Linked DNA regions of Hordeum vulgare: region 2 is linked to region 1. Evidence: chromatin contacts called from public Hi-C data. All regions are on one chromosome and are shown on one strand. The core of a region is the stretch at or near the end of the contact, and the rest is flanking DNA. Distances in the headings are between cores, read along the strand shown.

Region 1 (2,833 bases), core at 31-2,530:
ACGGGCGCGCGGAGCAAATATTGGTTCGGCAATCAACGGGGCGCGCGAGCACAGGGCCACATTCGAGGGGCGTCTTCTGTCCGGGCCGCCCTGCGACGCAGTTACCCTGGTCGTCGAGCGTCACCTCGCCGTCCACCGCCGGGACGCACGCCGCTGCCTCCATGCTGAAGAAGTTGCTGGCGAAGCTGAAGTTTGCGAGCGCCGGGAGCTTGCAGACTGGCTCCGCCACGGCGCCGGCAAGCATGTTCCTCGACACGTCGAGCTGCTCCAGTTTGCTCATGTTGGCGAGCTCCTCAGGCAGCGTGCCAACGAACGCGTTGCCGCTGACGTCCACCACCGTGGTGTTGATGAGTTCGCCGAGCTCCGGCGGGATGCAGCCGTCGAGACCGTTGTTGAGGAGCATGAGCTCGTCGAGCGTGTCCGCCATGCGGCCAACGCTGCGCGGGATGCAGCCGACGAACTTGTTATTGGCGAGCACCACGACCGACGCCGTCGAGTTGCCGATGTTCTCGGGGATGAAACCGACGAAACGGTTGCTGTTGACGATGATGGCGTCGAAGCTCTTCTCGAAAAGCTCCGGCGGAAGCTCGCCCTCGAAGTTGTTGAACCGGATGTCGAGGTACTTGAGCACCGGGATCTGCAGCACCACCTTGGGGAAGCCGCCGACGAAGCGGTTGTTGCTGACGTCGAGCTCATGAAGGAGCATCAGGCGGGAGAAGGTCTCAGGAATGATGCCGCAGAAGCGGTTGGAGTTAATGTGGAAGAAGGCGATGTCCGTGAGATTGCCGAGCGCGGCGGGGAGGTACCCGGCGATGTCGCCGCCGTTGAGGTCCACCCCGGCGACCACAGTGACGTTGGGGTCGTTGAGCGCTTGCGCGCAGGTGACGCCGAAGTAGCTGCACACGTCAGCGCCGACCCACCCGCCAGTAAAGTTCTTGGGGTCGGAGTACATGGCGGCGCGCCACGCCTGGAGTGCGCGGTAGGCGCCGCGGAGGCGCTCATTGGCGAAGGTGACATCGACGCGGATGTCGAACGCAAAGTCGTCCGGCAGTTCGCCGTCGCCCTTCTCGAGGCTCAGAAGCTGGCGCTGCGCGATGTAGGACGCCTCCGAATCCGACAGCGCGGAGACTGCGGCGGACGCCGCCGCCACCAAGACGGCGAAGGCGAGAAGGGCGAGGCTCATGCGGGCCTCCATCGCGGGGAGAAGAACGGGAGGGGTAGTGCGGGCCACCCCCCTGCGATGGTGCCTATATGGAGGGAAAGGAAGGGAGCGGCGGGGAGAGGAAGAGATATAGATGCCGGCGGCGAGGGAGCGGCGGTCATGGCTATGCGGTGGCGCGTGTGTCCCGGAGGCGGGGGCGTTGAGTTCTGGTGGCTGGAGGCTTTTTGTTTGACGGAAATGAGGAGGGGTAGTTCTTTTTTAGCATTGCATGTGCCCCACGTTCTAGCCAAGGTCTTCATGCATGCTCAGTTCTCTTTTACAAAAAACATAACGTCCACAAGTGCTGCAGCGTACACGCATGAACTGTCATTCGTTTGTGATTACACGAATCCTCGTAAGTTTTACCATATTTTCTATGTAACACGGGATTGGATTCGTGCATAGACATTTCATCCGATCGTCAACACATTTGTTCGTAGGGTGGTTGGTGTGTGGGCGTTTATCAGTTCGCCCGCACGCGTGTTTCATATACGCAGATGAGTTGTTGTGTTGGTGTTTATCGGTTCGTCCATACGTCTGTTTCATGCTCACATGCCCGCACGATCGCCATCCGTCTCCTCTTCCACACCCTAAACTGTCAGTTGCCATCTTTTTTGTAGTGGTACATGGCAGCTGCCCACTGTGTTTGTAGGAAGATGATAATTCTCTCTCTCTTATCCGAATATGTTATTTTTACCATGTCTTTTTTGTAGTGTTTATGTGGCAACTTTCTAGTGTGTTTAGAAGCATATGACAACTCCAAGATATTATTTTTGCCCTGTCTTTCAAGTTTTATATGGCAACTGCCTAGTGTTAGTAGGTGGCAACTTCTAAATTTTTCAAATCATGGCAACTGTAATAGACCAGGTCATACATGACAAAAGCTGCAGTTGTCCATAAATGACAACTGCACTTGTCCTGAGATGACAACTGCAGGTTGTTCAGACATGACGACTGCAGCTGAACAACGATGGCAACTGTAGTTGTCCAGACATAACAACTATAGTTCAGCAATCATGGCAACTACAGTTAAACAAAGTGAAAGAGGGGCCGGACAGGTTCAGAGGTGAGGGCGCGTGCTGAATGTCACGCGGGCGTGCGGGGCCGTGGGGTAGGAGACCGGACGTGCGGGCGTGTGGGCGTTACTTGTTTTGCCCACACGCAGGCGTCTGAGCGGGACCGCGAGACACGAGGCCGGACTTGCAGGCATTATCTGTTTGGCCCACACGTAGGCGTGTGGGCTGATTTTCTCATATACCACACAAGATGTGTGGCAAGACCCCTTAACGCCCATACGTTGTGGACGTTATCGCGATCCTTTTTTAACACAAAACATACGAGTTTATTGCATGAATGAAATTTGGATACAAATCCGCATCTCTAGCGGATCACGTAAAAGTTGACAATTAAAAACACGTATAAGAGATACTGTAAACTGTTTTTATGATGTGAAACTGCTTCGGACAGAGCAGACTCCGTAAATGAAACTGTATTCCACTATAGCTCATTTTTTCATTTTTCCTCATGTTCCCGCGAGTCGTCTTCGGCCACGGCGTGGCTCGCCCCGGTGCCCCCCGCCTCGCCTCCACCTTGTCCTGGCGTAGCTCGTTCCCGACCATGCATGCAGTGGAG
Region 2 (2,956 bases), core at 115-2,614, 210 kb after region 1:
GTTGAATTTTGGATGGCCAATACTATGCACCGGCGCAACGACCCAAATTTGGGCCGGTCTGTTGCCGAGCTTTGGAACTGCAAACGCAAACGGGCAAGATTGTGGCGACCAAGTCATTTTCTTCCTTCCGTGCACGAGCAAACAAAAAAAGGATCTTCACGGCCAGTCTCTTCATGCTTGCCCTTTGCTGCTGCGTCGCAGCTCGCCGAGGCCACTCGCTGTCGTAGCTCGTTGGGGACGCTTGTCACCCAGCTCCGTCGGGCCGGTCAAAAAGAAAAGACGTCCCTAGCTCCGTCCGGCGAGGCATGTCTCCTTCCCCCTGGTTGCAGCACAGTCGGGTGAAGGTGTACTCGCCACGCGCCCATCGCAACACCGCCATGCAGCTCCGTCGCCATCGCTCGCCATTGTTAGCTAGCCGTTCTTCGTTTGAAGCTTTTACAGAAGCACGTTGCAGCTTTTCTTGATGCCGGTTGCAACTTGTTGCGTCGTCGATTGTAGCAAAATTGACCTCGCTGGCTCTAGCAAAACGCCTCGGTGGTCGCAACATGGTCGTATGGTTGTAGCATTTTGCGTCGGTGATTGTAGCAAAAGTGTACGCCGGTAGTAGCAAAATCCATCAACGGTTGCAGCAAAATTCATCTCTCCGCCATTACCGGTTGTAGCTCCGTCATGATGGATGTAGCAAAGTCCATCGACGTTAGTAGCAAATTACAACAAAGGTTGCAACAAAAAAGGCACCGCGGTAGTAGGTCGTAGCTCCGCACGATGGATGTAGCAAATCTGGCGTTGATAATAGCAAAAAATGGCGATGGTTGCAACAAAAAACTTGGTTGTTTCCAGAAAAGTTTCTGTCGTCGGTTGACTCACTTATTTTACTTTTCCTTCACCGTCATTGACGTGGGGTTGCAACTTTTCTGCATATGGTTCCAGCACCATCAACGATGAGTTGCAGCTTTTCTGCGCTCCTTGCTGACCATAGAGATGGTGAGTTCCATCATCATGACGCCTCGAATAGTTTCACATGCAGGCCCATCCATGTATACTTGGGTCGTACGGGACGATTGTTTCATGGATGCTTACGTCAGCGTGGCGTGCTAGCCGGTGAAAAGCTCAACCGGACTGCCGATTTCAAACGTTTTTCATTTTGATACGCTGTGCAACTTGTCATGACTTTAAAAAGTACTACTGTACATGCATAATCACTATCGGCGTCATGTACGCAAAATCCAACGGTGCGGAGCAGCACGGTGATACGTATCGTCTTCTCGGTTAAAAAATTGCAAAACAAGAGTATCAACATTTATTTAACCCCCTCGAAAGCCCCCCACCCCACGTCACCAACAACACCCAACCGCTCTCTTCCCCTCACGAGCGCCACCACCATTCGAAAACACAAGGAAGAACCCCTCGGGCCTCAGGTCTCTCACTACCCCACCCCACCCCACCACTGCAGACGAGGAGAGTTCACCCCCAACCCCAACCCTGCCTCCCTCTCCCCCGCTCCATCTTCTCTTCTCTCCTCTCCCAGCGGACACACGGCAGTCGGTCGGCTCGTCGGGATCGGTGCTGGTTCGGGCCTTCTTGGACCAGGGACGATGGTGGCGACGGCGACGGCGACGGCGACTGGGAGGGAGCTGGCCCCGGCGGCGGCGGAGGGCGCGCTGCGGAATCACGGGACGGTGAAGGACATCGACGTGGCCACCCGGCGGGCCCAGGAGGCAGGTGAGTCCGCGGGCACACGCGCGGATCGCGCTGAATGCGGGGCGAGAATTTAGTGATTTGATCTTCTTGGTTCGCTGGCTGACTGGGGGTGGAGAAATGAGCGCCGGGGTGGGGAAACTCCCATCCCGATGTCACGGTGGCTTGATCTCGGCGCTTTGCCCCTTGATTTAGGCGAGATGTTCGCAGATGCGGTTGAATTCAAATTTCATGGTGTGATCTGGGTCCCAAGTCAGTGGATGGCGCTAGTTTAAACGTTTCCCTTGTCGCGCTTGTTTGAATTTTAGCTTGCGTTGAGCTCATAGTTGTGTTTTCTGTGCCTTGGAGTTGGTTGGTTTAAAACTGGTCCTAGCTAATGATAATACTGTACCATTTAGTATCGTTCGCTCTGCACATTATACTGTGCCAAACTGCCAATTGTGTTGTTCATTAGCAAATTACACTGCTGCGGTGGCGGCTAATGGTGATACTGGGCCAACTGTATCATTCGCTTTGCAAATCATACTGCTGCCTGTGCTGGTTCATGAAGCAGTTGTTTCATAATTTTGTGCCAACCTAACACTGAGCATACGGGCTTGTGTTTTAAATAAAATAGATAGTGTATGATGGTGATGGTTCTTACGACAGTTGATATGCATGATTGCTACAATATAGCAGCACAATGTGAATTTATGATTTACTGGGGTTGAAAATGCAGCAAATAGACGGTATAATGCAGCCAGTTGGTTGCGAAGAACAGTCGGGATTGTGTGTGCAAGGGACCTGCCAGAAGAGCCCTCTGAGGAGGAATTCCGGCTTGGGCTGAGAAATGGAATTGTCCTTTGCAATGCACTGAACAAGGTTCAGCCCTGCGCCATACCTAAGGTAGTTGCACTCTCAGTACTTCTAGTTTATTTAGTTGCCATGCTTGCTAATACACGGTGATGTTATACCCGTACATTTTAGGTCGTGGAAGCCCGCACAGATACTGTTATACCTGCTGATGGCTCAGCTTTGTGCGCATATCAGTACTTTGAGAATTTGCGCAACTTCCTTGTCAGTTTACAAGATATAGGGCTCCCTACATTTGAGCTGTCTGACTTGGAAAAGGTATTTCTTTTACATTTTGTATAGAGAGTTCATGCCATAGGTTCATTTAGCTTATAAATTCAGTATTCCTTAGGTAGATTATATCCTTATTGGTAAGGCACTTCAAATGAATTCAAAAGTAAATGATTGACTTACTTTTCCATGACAA

What was found. Hi-C and Micro-C count contacts between places; a contact is called where the count stands out from the background.
Region 2: a contact with region 1 is called in a Hi-C map of seedling, with 4 times the contacts expected there. The contact joins the promoter of LOC123451895 here to the promoter of LOC123395443 in region 1. A contact is called at or near these places in 1 of 6 Hi-C or Micro-C datasets (seedling) and 1 of 1 datasets of contacts at active chromatin or transcription factors (embryo).

What each region holds. Positions count from the first base shown.
Region 1 is chr5H:115,908,470-115,911,302 of MorexV3_pseudomolecules_assembly, forward strand. It overlaps LOC123395443 (pollen-specific leucine-rich repeat extensin-like protein 1), which reads right to left and starts at 1,281. Exons shown (of 2, transcript XM_045090448.1): 1 at 1-1,281. The coding sequence starts at 1,195.
Region 2 is chr5H:116,120,357-116,123,312 of MorexV3_pseudomolecules_assembly, forward strand. LOC123451895 (kinesin-like protein KIN-14Q) reads left to right here and starts at 1,365. Exons shown (of 18, transcript XM_045128444.1): 1 at 1,365-1,722; 2 at 2,417-2,583; 3 at 2,665-2,808. The coding sequence starts at 1,596.